Regions from separate parts of the Anas platyrhynchos genome. Here region 1 is linked to region 2. Evidence: chromatin contacts called from public Hi-C data. All regions are on one chromosome and are shown on one strand. The core of a region is the stretch at or near the end of the contact, and the rest is flanking DNA. Distances in the headings are between cores, read along the strand shown.

Evidence for each region. Hi-C and Micro-C count contacts between places; a contact is called where the count stands out from the background.
Region 1: a contact with region 2 is called in a Hi-C map of small yellow follicle, with 2.6 times the contacts expected there. The contact joins the enhancer-like site here to the promoter of PITX3 in region 2. A contact is called at or near these places in 3 of 8 Hi-C or Micro-C datasets (F5 follicle, skeletal muscle and small yellow follicle).

The regions. Positions count from the first base shown.
Region 1 is chr6:20,699,017-20,706,790 of IASCAAS_PekinDuck_T2T, reverse strand. The region is part of intron 3 of GBF1 (golgi brefeldin A resistant guanine nucleotide exchange factor 1); the gene reads right to left. Among named protein-coding and RNA genes, the nearest start is that of GBF1, 49 kb to the right of the region's middle. Within about 2 kb of position 2,275, at least 4 of the 8 cell types and tissues checked have an H3K27ac peak or open chromatin away from gene starts, as enhancers often do. A contact at or near this core is called in F5 follicle and small yellow follicle, where this site is marked.
Region 2 is chr6:20,647,724-20,655,120 of IASCAAS_PekinDuck_T2T, reverse strand. PITX3 (paired like homeodomain 3) reads left to right here and starts at 5,251. Exons shown (of 4, transcript XM_038181179.2): 1 at 5,251-5,544. LOC110353766 (a long non-coding RNA gene) reads right to left here and starts at 4,786. Exons shown (of 2, transcript XR_003498051.3): 1 at 3,392-4,786; 2 at 1,922-2,794. GBF1 (golgi brefeldin A resistant guanine nucleotide exchange factor 1) reads right to left here and starts at 795. Exons shown (of 41, transcript XM_038181162.2): 1 at 587-795. The coding sequence starts at 594.

The sequences.
Region 1 (7,774 bases), core at 1,026-3,525, 55 kb before region 2:
TCATGTGTTTATCTCCCTTTCATTAAACATGACTTTAACAAATGATTGTTCCATAGTGCCAAGATCTCAAGAGCCCCTCAGAATTGAGATTTTATTTGGGGGAAGGATGACAGAATGCATACTGAGCATTTGGCAGTCTTGATAGCCTCTGGTCAGGGTGGCATAAATTCAACTGAAATGTTGTCTCCTATAGGAATTATTTACATCTACCAGCAAAGCGGGAGCACTGACAGTCCCACCAGCATTAGCCATTAGTTATCAGGGTTTTCATCTGATGCCACGCTTCAAATTCAGCTGTTCTGACTGCCCATTAAAAATCCCTGGACATTTTTTTTTCCATAAGCAGGTACTTGCTGTAGTATCCTCAGCCAAAATTACACTGAAAATTCCAGCTGTGTCTCTGCTGTTATTTCAAGTGCTTTTCACCCAGCCGTTGTGTTCTACTCCAGAGGGAGACACGCTTCAGTGATATTATGAGAAGTAGAAGATGCTCACTTCATTCACAAGGAAAACAAATGCCATCAACAGGAAGCATCACAAAGCACAAGCTTTTGTGATTTGTATCCAGATAGACTTAAAGTACAGAAGAAAAAAAAGATTTGGGATGAATTCTGAGCCCAACACAACTGTTCAGTTTTCTTGAGTTTTTATCAGCAGTCAGATTGCTGAGCGCAGAAATTAAGTTGTTGGAGTAGCAGTTTATTTCAAAAGTTAAAGTTGGAAGAATTTATTTAATTCTGCTCTCATTTCCTAGCACTGAAGAGATTGCAGAGATTAGAATAATTGTACTTGACAAACTTTTTTCAGAGCTGTAGTTGATACATATTAGAGGCATGAACTGAGGGGTAATTTGGCATCGTGAGGCTGAAGGTCACTGGGAGAAGGCCTTGCTACAAATCTTAGAATGGTTCAGTCTGTGACCTGAATACCTCTGGAAGAACAATGATTATTCTGATGAAAGCAAACAAATCAATTATCCTGTACTATATAGTGCAAACCTATTGTTCCCATATTGGTCTCCCTAAGGCTGTTTAGAGCCCACCTACCTTAGTGGGATTTCAATGCTCATCCACACTTGTTTTTCAGAAACTTTTCCTCCTCCATCATAGCAGAAGATAAGTGCTAGAGAAACACCTGATTACACGAGCACATTCCAGAGAAAGATTAAACACATAGTTTGTAAAGCCACATATACAAATTCAGAAGTACTTAAACTTTGATCTCATCTGTAGAGAGACTGACTGCTCTCTGGGAAAGGAGACGAGCGGACACCACTGAGCTGACCCTCTGAAAGGTTCTGGAACACACCACGACTTTTGTCTTTTTTTCAAAGACAGATGCAAGCTCTAAATTCATAGGGCCTATTGTAAAGGCACTCCAGTAAACTGAATGCTTCAATAGCTCTACAAAAACTGATGTGAGATCCTATACATTTCTAAAGGGTTTTCTCCCATAGGTGAAAGTTATTCAATACAAAGCCCTAAACAACTTTCAGAGAAGAAAAATCAAGTTTCACATAAACCTCTAAGGAAAAAGCCTTTCAGTAAGCTAAATCTCAATTAATTTCACAGGTAGCTGGAAGTTTAACTTTTTCTTTTCTTTTTAAACAAAAGAAAACTCTCATAGCAGTCGAATGAGAAGGCCAAGAAGCAACAAAACCAGTATTTTTTTTTAAAGGACTTACACTCATTGCAGCAGTTTTCCGTGTAACGTTTTTGGTAGAAGACAGTACTGCAGCACCAACAACTCACCAGATCTCTGTGAAGGAACACCCCAGTGCTTATAACAGCTTTTGGGATCTGAAAAATATACTAATCCCTACACAAAGTTCCTCATTTCTTTTACGAGGCTCAGCATAGCTCTGGTTGCAGGTACGCAGCAAAGCTCTTCAACTGGTAACTGAAGGCAGTGTCAGTTGCATGCCAAGTTCTCCCCCTGAAGGGAAAGCTTTCCCTGTGGGAGAACAGCACTACAGCTGGAAATCACCAACACCTACACACTCTTCCAGCTTCACCTCTGGGTCTGTGTACTTCGGTGTCCTGGCAGCCGGTTTGAAGGGAAGCTATTTTTACAAGCAGATTACACTGCAGCTAAAAGAAACAAGACAATACAAGTGTGGATGCAAGAAAAACATTCCTCCACAATTTGGTAGGATCAGCAAAGATGTAGAAAATCAGCACTGCCCATTTATTTATCATTCACTTAAGTTGTTGCTGGTATCTGGTGTCCTTCCACACTGCTGACATGGAAAACAACTGTGTTTATGGACTTGCACCTCGCTCAAATATTTTGGAATGAAATACAGCACAAAATACCAAATTCAAGGTTTGTTTTCTTAAGACTACACCACTGTTTATCTTTTTTTTTTTAAAAAAAAAAGCATGAGAATAAGCAAATCATTCTTCTATTGATAAATAGCAGTCAAGGATTCATAAAAGTTCACTGCACTGCATAAGGTACACTGTCTTCCCGCATAGGAAACAACCATCTTTACTACTGCTCTAGGATCAAAGTTACCAAACCTAGCCCACAGCAGCTTCCCAGCAGCTGCTTGGGTAAATCCCAGACCAAGAACTTCCTACTCCTTCCGAAGAACAGCCAGTATTCATCAGTAAGTATGCAGCTCCCATTACTGCACTGGGGGAAAAAGAAGTATTGTGTTATAAACGGAACTTTAAAAAAATCTGTAATGAAACATCTGCATATCCTGACAAAGGTACATCAGCGAAATGCAGGTGATCTTCACCTTTCATGTCTGTTTAGAACCGGCTGAAATTGCTTCAAAAGATTTCTTACAAAAAATCAACACATGCACGACACAAACCACTTCTCGTGATAAACCTGCACCCGCTCTGAGCTTCAGCACCCACGGGCAGTCCTCAAACGCAGAGACACTCGACTAAATGAAATTACTAAATCAAACTAAAGCAAAGCAAAAAGCAGTCATCCCATGACAAACTCATCTGCCCTTGACCAAACACTGATAGTTATTGATCTTGCTGCCGTTGTGAATTAGGGCCAGGTTTCCCAAGGTTCCCTCCTAATACGAGACAGGCAGCACGGCCACTCTAACAAGGCCGACCAGGCTAAATGAAACCTACGGGGAATTGCATCGCGCACAGCCAAGTCCAGAGGATGGACTGATCCGTCCATCTTCCTGACAGCACAACTTTGATGTGTGTCAAGTTTAAGCACTCTTTTTCCTCTCTAAAAGAAATTGGCACATGTCGAAGGAAGAGCAATTAGGTTGTGACACTCGGCAGCACCCTGCTCAGGCGCTGTTCTTGCCCCGCCATATTATTTTACACGTCTCGCACGGTACCAGGCCCAAACTAAGCAGGCAATTTAAAAGCCCAGGAGAAATTAAAACTTTCTTCCCCGGTATTTTAAAGCACAGTAATTCTCCACAGCCTTGTGTGTCTACCACGCTATGAATAGCTTTCTCATTGCAAATTCACCCTGTTGTGCAAAGGAAAGCTTCGCTATTTCTGGAAGGCTGGAAAAAGGAATTGCAGTGTTATCATCAATTAGCTGTCTGGACGTTACCCTGTTCTGCTTACCTCTTCCTCCAGGGAAGCCAATGAGTGACAAGGGGAAAAATTAAAAGGAAATCAAAGAACAAATTCCAAAAAAGCTAAGACATTTCATGTGTTGCCAGAGAACCTAAAAAGTATCAGTGAGACAGACAACATCCAAAGGAGCGAAATGAAGAAAGGTCTGATGGCCCAAGAGGAAAGAGAATGTTTTAATAAGAAAAACCTCTCCAAGGTTATTGTGCCCCGCTGTTATGATTTACACAAATTCTTCTGTTTGACCTGAACCAATCTCAGAGTCATTGTGCTACAACCCAATATTGCCAGAAAGTAAAATTTACAAGTGCTAATGGTAAAACACAGATGCCCAGAGCTCAAGTACCAATACCCTGAGTTACCAGAAATGCAAAACAGAAGCCTCAGGGGAGCAGGCTGCCAGATCTTGGGAGTATTAGTTGCAATCCTACAGAGATGGAAAAGGGACACTACAGAACAGAGGGAAAAGGGAAAAAAATGGCCTGGCAGCAGCCAATCCTGCTGTTGCCCTAAGACATCTTAACAATAAAAACATGAAGCAACTTTTTTTTCTCTTCCTGCAGCAACAATGAAGCAAGCAGTGCGGGTATGCACACAAAAGTAAAAATCGGTTTTGCCACTACTAAAACACAGCTCAATTCCTGTAACGATGAAAACAGGTGAGCATTACGTCCTTGAGAACGGACCTTGGATAAATGAATTTATCCATATTGCTGTATGCTAGACTGACCTACTAATACAAGGTGCTGATACACAAAACATGAGTGTTAAATCTTGGCCCTTTGCTTCTTTTATTTACAGTTTTTGAAACTGAAGAGATCCGTGAATACAACTCAGTATCAGTCCCCACCAGCTAGGATGTATCTTAATTATAGACACAAGATTGCATCTGTCCCCAACCCCATCTAACAGGATTTTTCCCACATCCTGCAATCAGGTATCAGAAGACAGCTGTAAAACAATTCAAAAAAACATCTGCAAGAAACCAAAATGACCTCAAAACCTTTGTGAAGAAATGAAGGGATGCCACACATTCATAAAAGGTACGATGCCCTTGTTGCAGCTTGGACAGAGGAATACACAAGCAGTCACACTTTATACCAGCTGGAGCCTAATCATTTTATTTTCCCTTACCCAAAGACAGTAACTTTGCCTGCAATAACAAAGCACATTAATTGCTAGGGTCACCACATCATCCCCAAAAGGCAAAGTTTCCAAATGTACCCCTTTCAAGTAGCAGGACTTTGGTGTTTTTCAGGGTTCAGCCTGAACCAGCTCTTTTCCAGGCAAGAGATGATCTTTGTTGGTGAGGGTTAACATTTTAACCTGTAAAGTTAAATACAGTTGATTTTGTTCTGCTATTACTGATGAAAGAACAAACTTACCCAACATTTTGATGTGATTTCCATCAGAGGCCTAAGCAACACTAAAATCCTACCTATGCTACTGTTTCAGAACACACACAAATACATGTAGCCTACGAATGCAACCATTTCCATGAGGCAACATGATATGACTCTGAAACATCAGACTGAGTCAAAGCTCCCACTGCAGCACCTTTGCCACTGATCAGTTGCAATCTGGGACAATTTTTTTCTGTTCATGTTCCCAGTTTAGCTTGAGAGTTTCTCAGGCCAGAGAGAGTCCACACTGACAGCTCATCTCTCCCCTGGGAAAGTTCCAAACACCAAATAAAGACTCAGGTACATGGCCTGACATAAACAACCTCATCGTCCTGCTCCTCAGTGCAACAGCTGCTTTGTGGTACTAAGGTAAGAGATAACAAATAACCGGTACACTGAGCAGCAGGCTTCTTTAAGGAACAGGAGTAACTGTGGTACACAGGCCACTAGCACTACCGCTAGCACTACCTTCGAAAGAGAACACTGGTCCCATCTACAAAATTGCCCAATAAATCTATTCCAGACTACCCCCGGTATTTTTGATATACTATACACCCATGACAGAAGAAAGCACTAGAGTGCTTCAGAAGCTCAGCTGAGTGATCCTGTCCTACCTTTCTGAAGACCATCGGTCACTGACTACATGTTGTCCAGCACGTGATCTAAAAATGATGGCACACCGCAGAACTTGAATTCACACACATGAATACAACTGTGCAAGCCACCTCCCATTCACACACCTGCACAGGCTTCTTCAGTCCTTCTCTCCTGCCCTTGGGGCACAAAGCAGCCCGGCTCTCCAAGTGAAACACACCACACACAGAACGGGTCAGCGGACACTGCTCTGCTTTAACCCTCACCCCAAGCATTTCTGCTGCCGTGACCTTCGGGACAGTCATTATATTTCAACAGTGTCTGTTCCCAAGAGCTGGTTAAAAAGCAGAAACAGAATAATTTCCTTTAGATTTTTAAGCCTAGACCTGATAGAATTTGCTCCGACAGGACATAAGCACACGTGCTAATAAGGAGCATTAGATGGTAGCAAGGTTGTTGGTCGCAGGGAGGTAAAGCAGTCCTGCTCTCAGGCTGCTGCTCACCTCCCCTCCACACCTTCAGGCAAGTCACTTCGTCTCTGCTACAGCTCCTCATGTGGAAGGGAAGATGCTTGGAGTTCTCAGCTCCTACCAATCCTATCATCCCCCTTTTCCCCCTCAAACCAAAAGTTAGCTATGACTTGGTGAAGGAAACTATTTCTCAAGTCCATGTATAAGTTAGGGAAATTCAACAAGCTCTGTATGACATAAGTTGAAAATCACTTTTATGATTCACCACACAGAGAACCAGTAGCTCAGAGTGCAGTCTGTGAAGTACCAGGGAAATTAACAGGGACGTGCTGGTGTCATGTCTAGAAACAACTTGGCACTATTTGGCCACTCACTTTTGGGGTGTCTGTGTTAAGGAACTCTACTAAAAACCCCTAACTTTTACGGGAGGAAATGTAGATCCCTTTTTCAAAACCTGCACTTAAACAGCTAGTCTTGTCAGAACGAAACCACTCGAGACAGAGCAGTATCTTGTTCAGCTCTGAGGCCAGTGCTTAAAACCAGAAAGTGACCCTAGGTACAGAAAGACTTCGAGGGCCCTTCCAAAAAGTTGGGATGAAATCCCAAAGCTCTGGGAGAGCAAGACGAGCACCTGTTTTCCTGAATGGTCAATTTTTTTATGCTGCATACTTTACACAGAAGCTGTATTATTCTGGAGAAGCTGCATTCCAGCCAAAAGTGCACAGTTAATGTTTTTTGCAGCCCGCAGCCTTCAGTGATGGATGACCATTTTATAATGAAATACTTTATGCTCAGTCAACTTACAAATAACGGATGTTTTATCACACTGAATTAAAAAGAATGTTTTTAACAACAACAACAGAAAGCATCAGACAAAAGGATTGGTGATGAGCAGAAGCAAAAGTTATTCCTGCTACGGAAAAAAAAATTCCAAGTGATGTTTCACTTAACTCTTTCACTGCTCTCCAGCAGCACGTGGAAGTGATACACGAGCCAGCATTTGCTCTGAAAACACCACCATGAGAGTCCTGGGCTAGACCATTGAGGCGTGAGTATATAAGGCTTCTACAAAAAGGGTTTGGTCTGTAATGTCTCAATTAAGTTTCCACAAAAGTACAGCTATTAACATTATTTAGAGATAAACCTTTCAAAATCCTTCTCTCTCATGCTTTCTTACCAGCATTACCAAAATCATTCCTCAGACAACCCTTAACCAGCTATTAATCCTCCTAGCACTGCTCCCACCTGTCAATGGTGAGTGATAAGCCAGGGAAGTAAATGCCCTGCACTCCAAGACTACTGCCACTTCTACGTTAAGGCTGGCAAGCAAACCCCCAAATCCAGCTGATAACCTTGTTCAAGACTCAGTGCTTGGTATCACCCGACTGTTAGTGCTGTTACTTGCTGCAGGACAAGAAGCCCCATAGCTCACAGGGGCACATTGGAATCAGCACCAGCCTTTGAAAGCCCTTGAAAAAGCCCACAGCAGAAGCAGTCATTGTGCTTTTCTCCCAACTAGCATATGAAGAAGTCTCTAATCTAATCCAAACGTGGCCGAGTGTCTCTTCATCCTCATATTACCTTATGCTTTTAGGAAAAGAGTCTCTGTACTAGCAACGGAGTAATAGAAAATACAGATAAGTCCGAGATGCAGTAGGCACAAGTGCAACAAGAGAAATGCCAATTAGATATAATGAAAAACATTTTCTAAAAAACTGTGGTCAAACACCTGAAGAGT
Region 2 (7,397 bases), core at 4,002-6,501:
CACGCTGAGGGACCCAGCCCCGGTGAAGCGGCTGCAGTGGGGCGCAGCGGGGAGCGGGGACGGGTTGGGGTGAGGGGCGAGGGGGCTCCTGCAGCCCCGCTCCGGCTGCCTGACCCTGCCCCGGCCCTCACACTGACACACGGCGCGGAGCTGCCATGCTGACACACACACAGCGTGCAGCCCCCCCCCGCCCCGCAGCCCACGGGACGGCTCCTGCCCGGGCCCCCTCCTCCCTTTGAGGCCCCTGTCGCGATAGTTCACTCGACAGCCGCCCCCGACACGGCCAGGCCGCGGGCCTGGAGCCGCTCCCCGAAGGCCGGCTCCTGAGGCCTGGAGGAACAGAGCCCACGTGAAGGCCTTGTGGGCACAGCGGCTTCCTGCGGCCCCTGTCGCGGGCGAGTCGCGCCTGTCGCGACACCGAGAGCCGGGGGGCTGCTGTCGCCGTGCCCCCCTCACCTCCCCCCTCCCCCACCGGCCCGGAGCCGCCTCAGCTCCGCCCCACCAGCCCCCCGCGCCCTCCCTGCCCCCCTCCCCGGCCGTGGCGTCGCGACACTATCGCGACAGGCGGCGGCCGCCCGGCACTGACCCCCGCATCCAAGATGGCGGCGCCTGCTCCCCTCGGCGGCCGCTCCGCGCATCGGTGGCGCCGGGGCTGGGTGGGTGCCGGTGCCCGCCCCCTGCCCGGCCCGGCCCGGCCCGGCCCTGCCCCCCCCTGCTGCCCGCGGCGTCCTGCGGGCCCCCGGCCGCCACCGGCCCCGCTCCGCTGCGCTCTGACGTGGAAACGGGCGCACCCGAACCCGCTGCCTGCTCACTGCGCTGACGGGCAGCCCGCGCAGCCAACCCGCGCGCGGCGCGGCGGCCCAGCCGGCCCCGCCGCCCAATGGGGAGCGCGGAGGGCGAGCGGAGAGGGGCGGGCCCTGCGGGGATAGGCGGGAGGGAGCCAATGAGAGGCGAGAGGGTAGAAGTAGCGGCGCGCTCAGCCAATCGCGGGGGGAGCCGGCAAACAGGGGGCGGAGCTAGGTCGATGGGGGAGCAGCAAGGGTGGTTGAGAGGGAGCCGGGAGGCAGGGCCGCCCGCGCAAAGCATTGTGGGGGAGGCGGGGGGGGGCAAAGGGCAGCGGCCCTCAGGGGGTGGCAGGGCAGGGCAGGGCAGGGCAGGGCAGGGCGGGCACGGGGGGGCTGCCCCAAAGCTGGGCTGTGTCCTGAAACATAAACACAAAAGTAACTGGTCACTGCCCTAAAACACGAAACTGGGCACAGTCCTAAAACATAAAAGTGTTCACTGTCCTAAAACATGAAACTGGTCCTTGCCCTAAACTGGTCTCTGTCCTAAAACATAAAAACAAAAAAAACCTGGTCCCTGTCCTAAAACTGGTCCCTGTCCTAAAACATGAAACTTGTCCCTGCCCTAAAACATAAAAGCAAAAAAACTGGTCCCTGCCCTAAAACTGGTCAGTGTCCTAAAACACAAAACTGGTCCCTGCCCTAAAACATAAGTGCTCAAGCACCCACCACAACCCTCACCCGCAGAGAAAAAAGCCACCACCTAAGCAGCTGGCGCAACAAGGAGGCTGCTGGCTCCTTCCCTTCTGCCCTGCCGCAGCAGCACCGGCAGCCCCCCGGTACCTGCAGCCATCTGGGGGCTCCCCGAGCTGGTGGTGGTTTGCCCTCTGCCCACCCTGCTCCCCTGTCGTGGCAGCTCCTGTCACAGGGCTTGAAACCCAGCCAGCCCGCAGCCTTCTGCTTCACCCGAATGCATCTTAGTGCATTAATAAAGAGCAAACATTGCAATGTGCTTTGCATTTTTACTCGCCATCCAGCACTGCATTGTCTGGAGAGGAAAACAATACAGCGCGGCCCCATGCTGTCTGGGGAGAAGCAAGTTCACCCTCACGCACTGTGCGCTGCGTTATTCAGCCATCAGGCACCCCCTGGCCTGACAGAAAACCCTGCAGATGCTGTAGTGCCGCACTGACAGCCCGGTCCGGCAGCAATGGGGAACTTTGGGGTCCTGGATTGCCTGATCCGGCAGCACAGGCGTGCACAGCTGTGTGCATACCACATGTGAGCAAATTGGAGCCTTACACACAGCACAGGACAGCGAAACCCAGGATCAGAGCAGCGCAATCTGGGCAAATCCCCCAGGTTCACGCTGTGTGATCAGGAAAGCTGGGCTTTACGCTCGCTACAAAGATGCAGCCTTTCCGCTGAGTTTTTGTTTTGAATGTTTCTCCTCAGCCCACAAGGAGCATAAGGAGGGGCCGCAAACAGCGACAATCCTCCACGCAGCCCTTGCCCAGCTGCTTCTCCAGTTCACCTCCTTCCACGGGAGGCACACGAGCAGCCAGCTGGTTGCACAGAGCAGTTTCCATGGGGCACTCCAACTGCTCATGGCAGTCTTCGTTCGGGACCAGATTGCCAGCGCAATAGCGTGCTCCCCACAAGCTTTGATGAGAATATAACAAATCCGTGCTGCCAACCACCTCAGCCTCTGCAATCTGCACTGATGGACGGGACCGGCTTTGCACGGTCCATTACTCTTGCTCAGCTCCTGCCAGTTTGCGGTCATCCACAGAGGCCAGATTTCAGACACGCAGGCACACGCAACACGGGAATTTTCCACCAGGTTAAATAGTCTGGGAGAGGTTGAACTTCCACCCCCTTCTCATGGAGGCTTTTGCTATTTCTCTAAGGCTCAGTGAGGTCTCCAGAAAAAAGGCAAAGAGAGGGATTTGGCTCAGAAGGTAGAAGCAGTTGTCATGGCTAGGAACTACTTGCAGTTACTCTCCCCAGAGCTGAGAATCCAAAAAAGAAAAAAAAAAAAAAAAGAAAAAGCCATTAAACACTGAACGCAGTTGTTCTCAGCAGCTGCTCCTTTCCAGAGCAAGCTCAGGTAGAGGCTAGCCCACAGCCAGCTGAAGTCTCTCCAAATGGAAACTGATGTTCTGCATCTGGTGCAATCTGCACTCAGGCCAGGACCTACAACTGAAGCAACAGAGCTAAACTGAGAGACTTGAGAATACTGAAATCCTTCTCTGGAAACTCTGCAGAGCACAACACTGAAGCTGCAGAGCAGTCCCATTGGGCTGAAACATCCTCCCGGCTGTTCTACCTTCCCCATGTCTCAGGAGTGCTCCTGCATTTCCCCGTGACGTGAAGCTCTGCAGACAAACATCCCGATGTAACATTTCCCATTGTCTCTGCTTGGCCACGAGAAGCCATGCCTTTTTGGCAGGAGCAGCCTGACCTCAGTCAGTCCTATCTTCGTCACCTCTTGGCTAGGCTACGGCTATGTGATACACCTGGGCACGAAGCCCACAACACTGGCAAATAGCAGCTAGAAGAGCATGCAGCAGTGGGAGCCCTGGCCACCACGAACGCATCAAACCCACCCTCCGCTCCCCGTGCCACCTATCCCAGGAGGCAAAGCCATATTCAAGTCTCACTCCTGATCTTCAAAGCATCTGAGGGCATGGCACCAGCGTGGCTAAAAGATTAGTTAAGACACAAAGGTGGAAACCACAGTCAACAATCAACAACTCCACCACCCTCCAGGTGCAGCAGAATGGCTGAATTTGGCTGTGGCAGAGACGGAGTTTTCTTAGAGAACAAACTCCTCCTGGCTGGTAAAAAGTAGAGTATGTCTAATGTGCTGAGTAATTCCCTCCTTTTGCACATCCCATCTCTCTGCCAAGATGTGAGTCAGGTTTGCTCTGGGTTTTGTTTGCTTTTGCTTTTTTTTTTTTTTTCCTCCTTCTATTTTCTAATTAACACAAAGTAGTAACATCTGTCTCCTGAACCCAGGTGAAGTTCTTGGTCTCTTCTGCAGCAGCGAATCCTCCAGCTGGCAAGACAAGATGAACTACCGCTAAGTCTTGGCACCAAGCACAAGGGCTGCTACTACATTTCAACAGCAAATGCTAGAGCCCTCCCTCCCAAAGAGACCATTCATGCAACAGGGCGGTTGCAAGGAGGTTGTCCTAGTGAAAGCCTCCCACTTCAGCTCCCCAGATCCTCTAATCCAGCAGTCTTCGTGCTGCACTTCACTGGGAGCAAGCTTGTGACATGGTGCCGCTTCTTATTTCCAGTTGCCTGAAGGAAATAGCTAAAAATACCTTTGCTTCATTACTACTTTAAAGCATAAGCACTAATTGTATTTGCTGCAGGCTACGCACGGGGAAAGGTCTGGAGGGGAAGGCAGGCAGTTCAAAGCACCACCCTCCATTGCCGCAGCCCGGGAGCTGGGTTTTCAGCTTCCCTGAGGCACGTGGTGATAGGGATGGACTGTCCCGGGAAAGTGCTAATGCTGCCGTGCTGCGCCTGCTTCTCCTGATGGAGAGGAGCCTGTGCCGGGATGGGTTAAAGTCGGGGATGGGAAAAGCTGTGCTCTCGTTTGCTGTCACTTCTGGCAGGCCAAAAGCAGCAGGGCAGACACAAACCTCAGAGTGCCACCCTTATAAAAACACGGTAATTTCTCACGAGCATGTCAGCATTGCCAGCTCTTCTCAAACTCTCCACACTTCTACTGAATTAACGTGTTTGTGTGTGGTTCTGAACCATAATTTGTAACGCCCGTGTCTGCTTAACCCCTCCTGATATCCTGTGCCGCTTTGCCCGCGCTTGCCCTCCATACATCACATCCATACAGCTCGTAAATCACCGGGGTTAACATCCCCTAAGCTCCAGAACACGTCGGGGGGAGAGCCCGCGGGGACCTTTGGCACCATAAACCGGCGGCACGCTGCCAGGGAAATGACCCCGAGGAAACCCCGGGGCCCGACGGCGGGGCCGAGCCCGCTCCAGCTCCTGCAGGATCCCGGCAGGGAGAGGAGCCGCCTGCCCCGAGCCTCAGCCCCGACGGCGGGGCGGAGATCCCGGGGCGGACACCTCGGGGCCGGAGCCGTCGGTGCCCGGCGGTGGGGCGGACGGGAGGCACGGGGCCGGCGAGCTGCGGAGCGGAGCGGGCAGGGCACGGCCCGGAGCAGCGCCCGGTGCCGGTGCCGGTGCCGTGCCCGTGCCCCCGACGGCGCCGCCGCTCCCCCGGCCCTGGCGCGGCGCCGACGGCGGCAGCACCCGCGCTGCCGGGACGGGGCGTGGCCAACGCGGGCCGGGCGAGGCCCGCCGCGCGCCTCAGCCAATCCGCGAGCCGGGGCGCGGCGGGATGCAAATGAGGCGCGCTGCGATTGGTCGCGCCGGGCTGGAGGGCGGGGCGCGGGGCGGGGGCGGGGCGGGCGGCGCTGGACGGGGCGGGCGGCGGCGGTCGCGCAGCTGGAATGGGGCGGGCGGGAGCGGGGCGCCCGGTGCAGCTGGCGGGGGGCGCCGGCCGGCCGCCATAAAGTGAATGGCCGGGGTGAATGGCAGGCAGTCGGCCGGCGCCCTCCCCGTGAGCCGCGGGCCGGCAGCGAGGCGCCGAGTGCCCGCCCAGCCCCGGGATTTACTCGCCGACGGCGGCGGAGCAGCCCGGGCGGCGGGGCGGGGGGCAGCAGCTTCGCCCCGCTCGCAGGACTGAGGCCGCCCAGCAGCCGAGCCCGCGCCTGGAGCCGCCGTAAGTGCCCCTCCCGGCCCCGCTTCCTCCCCCCGCTCCCCGCCGAAACCGGCGGCGGAGCCAGAGCATCCCCGGCGGGGCGGCTCGGGGCGCTCCGCCCGGCTCCGCGGGCTCGGCAACCCCATCCCGGCACCCCCGGGGGCGGCGGGCGCACCGGGAGCTGCCCCGAGCTCCGGCAGCGGCCCCGGGCTCCGTGCGCGGTGGAGCTGCTCCCCGGGCCGCCCGCCGCCGGAGCGCCGCAGCCCCGGCCGCCCCCTCGGGGCCGCCGCGGGCCCCTCCCGGAGCGCCTGGCGGTTGCTAAACTTAGGCATTTTCCACTCGGGAGAGCGGGGCAGGGGCTGTTTAAATTAGCCGGGGCTCGCCGTAAATAACGGGCTGCCGGATCGGCTGTCTGCAGGGTCCGGGGGAGCGGGGAGACACCGCCTGGGAAAAGGAAGGCGGCCCGACGGCTTCTGGACAGCTGGATAAATGATATTTATGTAACGGGCTGCCGCCTGTTTACAGCGCGGCCGACCTCCCTGCAGCTCCGGGGAGAGGGCGAGCCCGGCCCCCGCCGACGGGGCGAACCTGCCCCGGGCTGCCGGGGGCTCCCGGGGGCCGTCGCCGCCGGGGGTCCCGACCGGGAGCGAGAGAGCCGGCCGGCCCCCGGGGGGAGGCTCCGGGCAGAGCCGGCTGTCGGGCTCCGGCCGCGGGCAGGCAGCGGAGCGGCGCCCCGGAGCTCTCTGGGCGGCGGGGGGAGAGCCGGGGGGGCTGCGCTGCAGCTGCTGGAGCCGGCTCGGGGGGGCGGCGGGGCCCCGGGCCGGTGCCGCCGAGGGGGGCACACCTGTCGGCCCGGAGCCCCCGGACAGCTGAGCGGGACGGGCTGGGACGGGCGGCCCCCCCCCCCCGGCTCCGCACTCCGCTCCCAGCCGGCTCGGCTCGGCGGGGGAGGCTGTGGGGGTGCGGGAGCGAGCCCCCGGCCGCAGCGCCCCGGGGATGCGCCCACCTCGGTGTTCCCCAGCCGGATCGGGGGGTCCCGCTCTGTGCCCTGCGGGGTGCCCGGCTGGGGTGGCTTCGTGCCCTCCGCCAGTTGGAGGGATGCTGAACGCAGCAGTTTAGGAAGGGGGCTCTCGGGAGCGTGCCCCGTGTTCCTGTCCCAGCTTCCAAAGGAGGAAAAAGGACGGCGTTTTTGGCGATGGCACCGGGGTCTCCCCGAGCCCCCCGCTCCCGTGGCGTGCCGGTGAGCCGGAGGGATGGGTGTTTGCTCAGGCGTCGGTCATGCCTTGCTGTGAGGGACAAAGAGCTGCCTGCTGGCTCCAGAGGGACCAGCAGGGCACGGGAGCTGCTCTCAGGCTCCACAAATGTTTGCAGAAACGGGGCAGGGTTTGGTTTTCGTTAGCAAATGGCCGCAGCATGCCCGGTGCTCCCTATCGAGAGCCCTCGCAGGAGATGGCTGTCCCTGGTGTCCCGGAGGGGGCTGTGGGCAAGGGCAGTGTTTTTCCTCGTGTTACTGGGATTGCACAAGACCTGCAGGCTGGGCTCTCCCCATGAAACCCACCTACGTCCCGGTAACTGAGCGCTCCTGCACTGGTTTAAAAGTGTTGCATTTCTCAAAGGGCTTAATTCAGGCAATTATTAGAGCTAAAAACTTCCACTGAATTGCCAAGTGTTGGTTTGTGTACCCTGTGGGGAGTCGGCAAAAAGAGCGGCATCTTTTCTATCGTCAGATGCTACCCAAAACCCCGAGATTGAGAGGTGAGGCTGACTTTGGAGACTGCCAAAAAGAAAAAGCCAGAAACCCGATCTAGGAGACAGCTCCAAAAGGAAGATGAGATGAGCCGGGGACATGAGTTCTGTCTCGTGACCTGGCACAT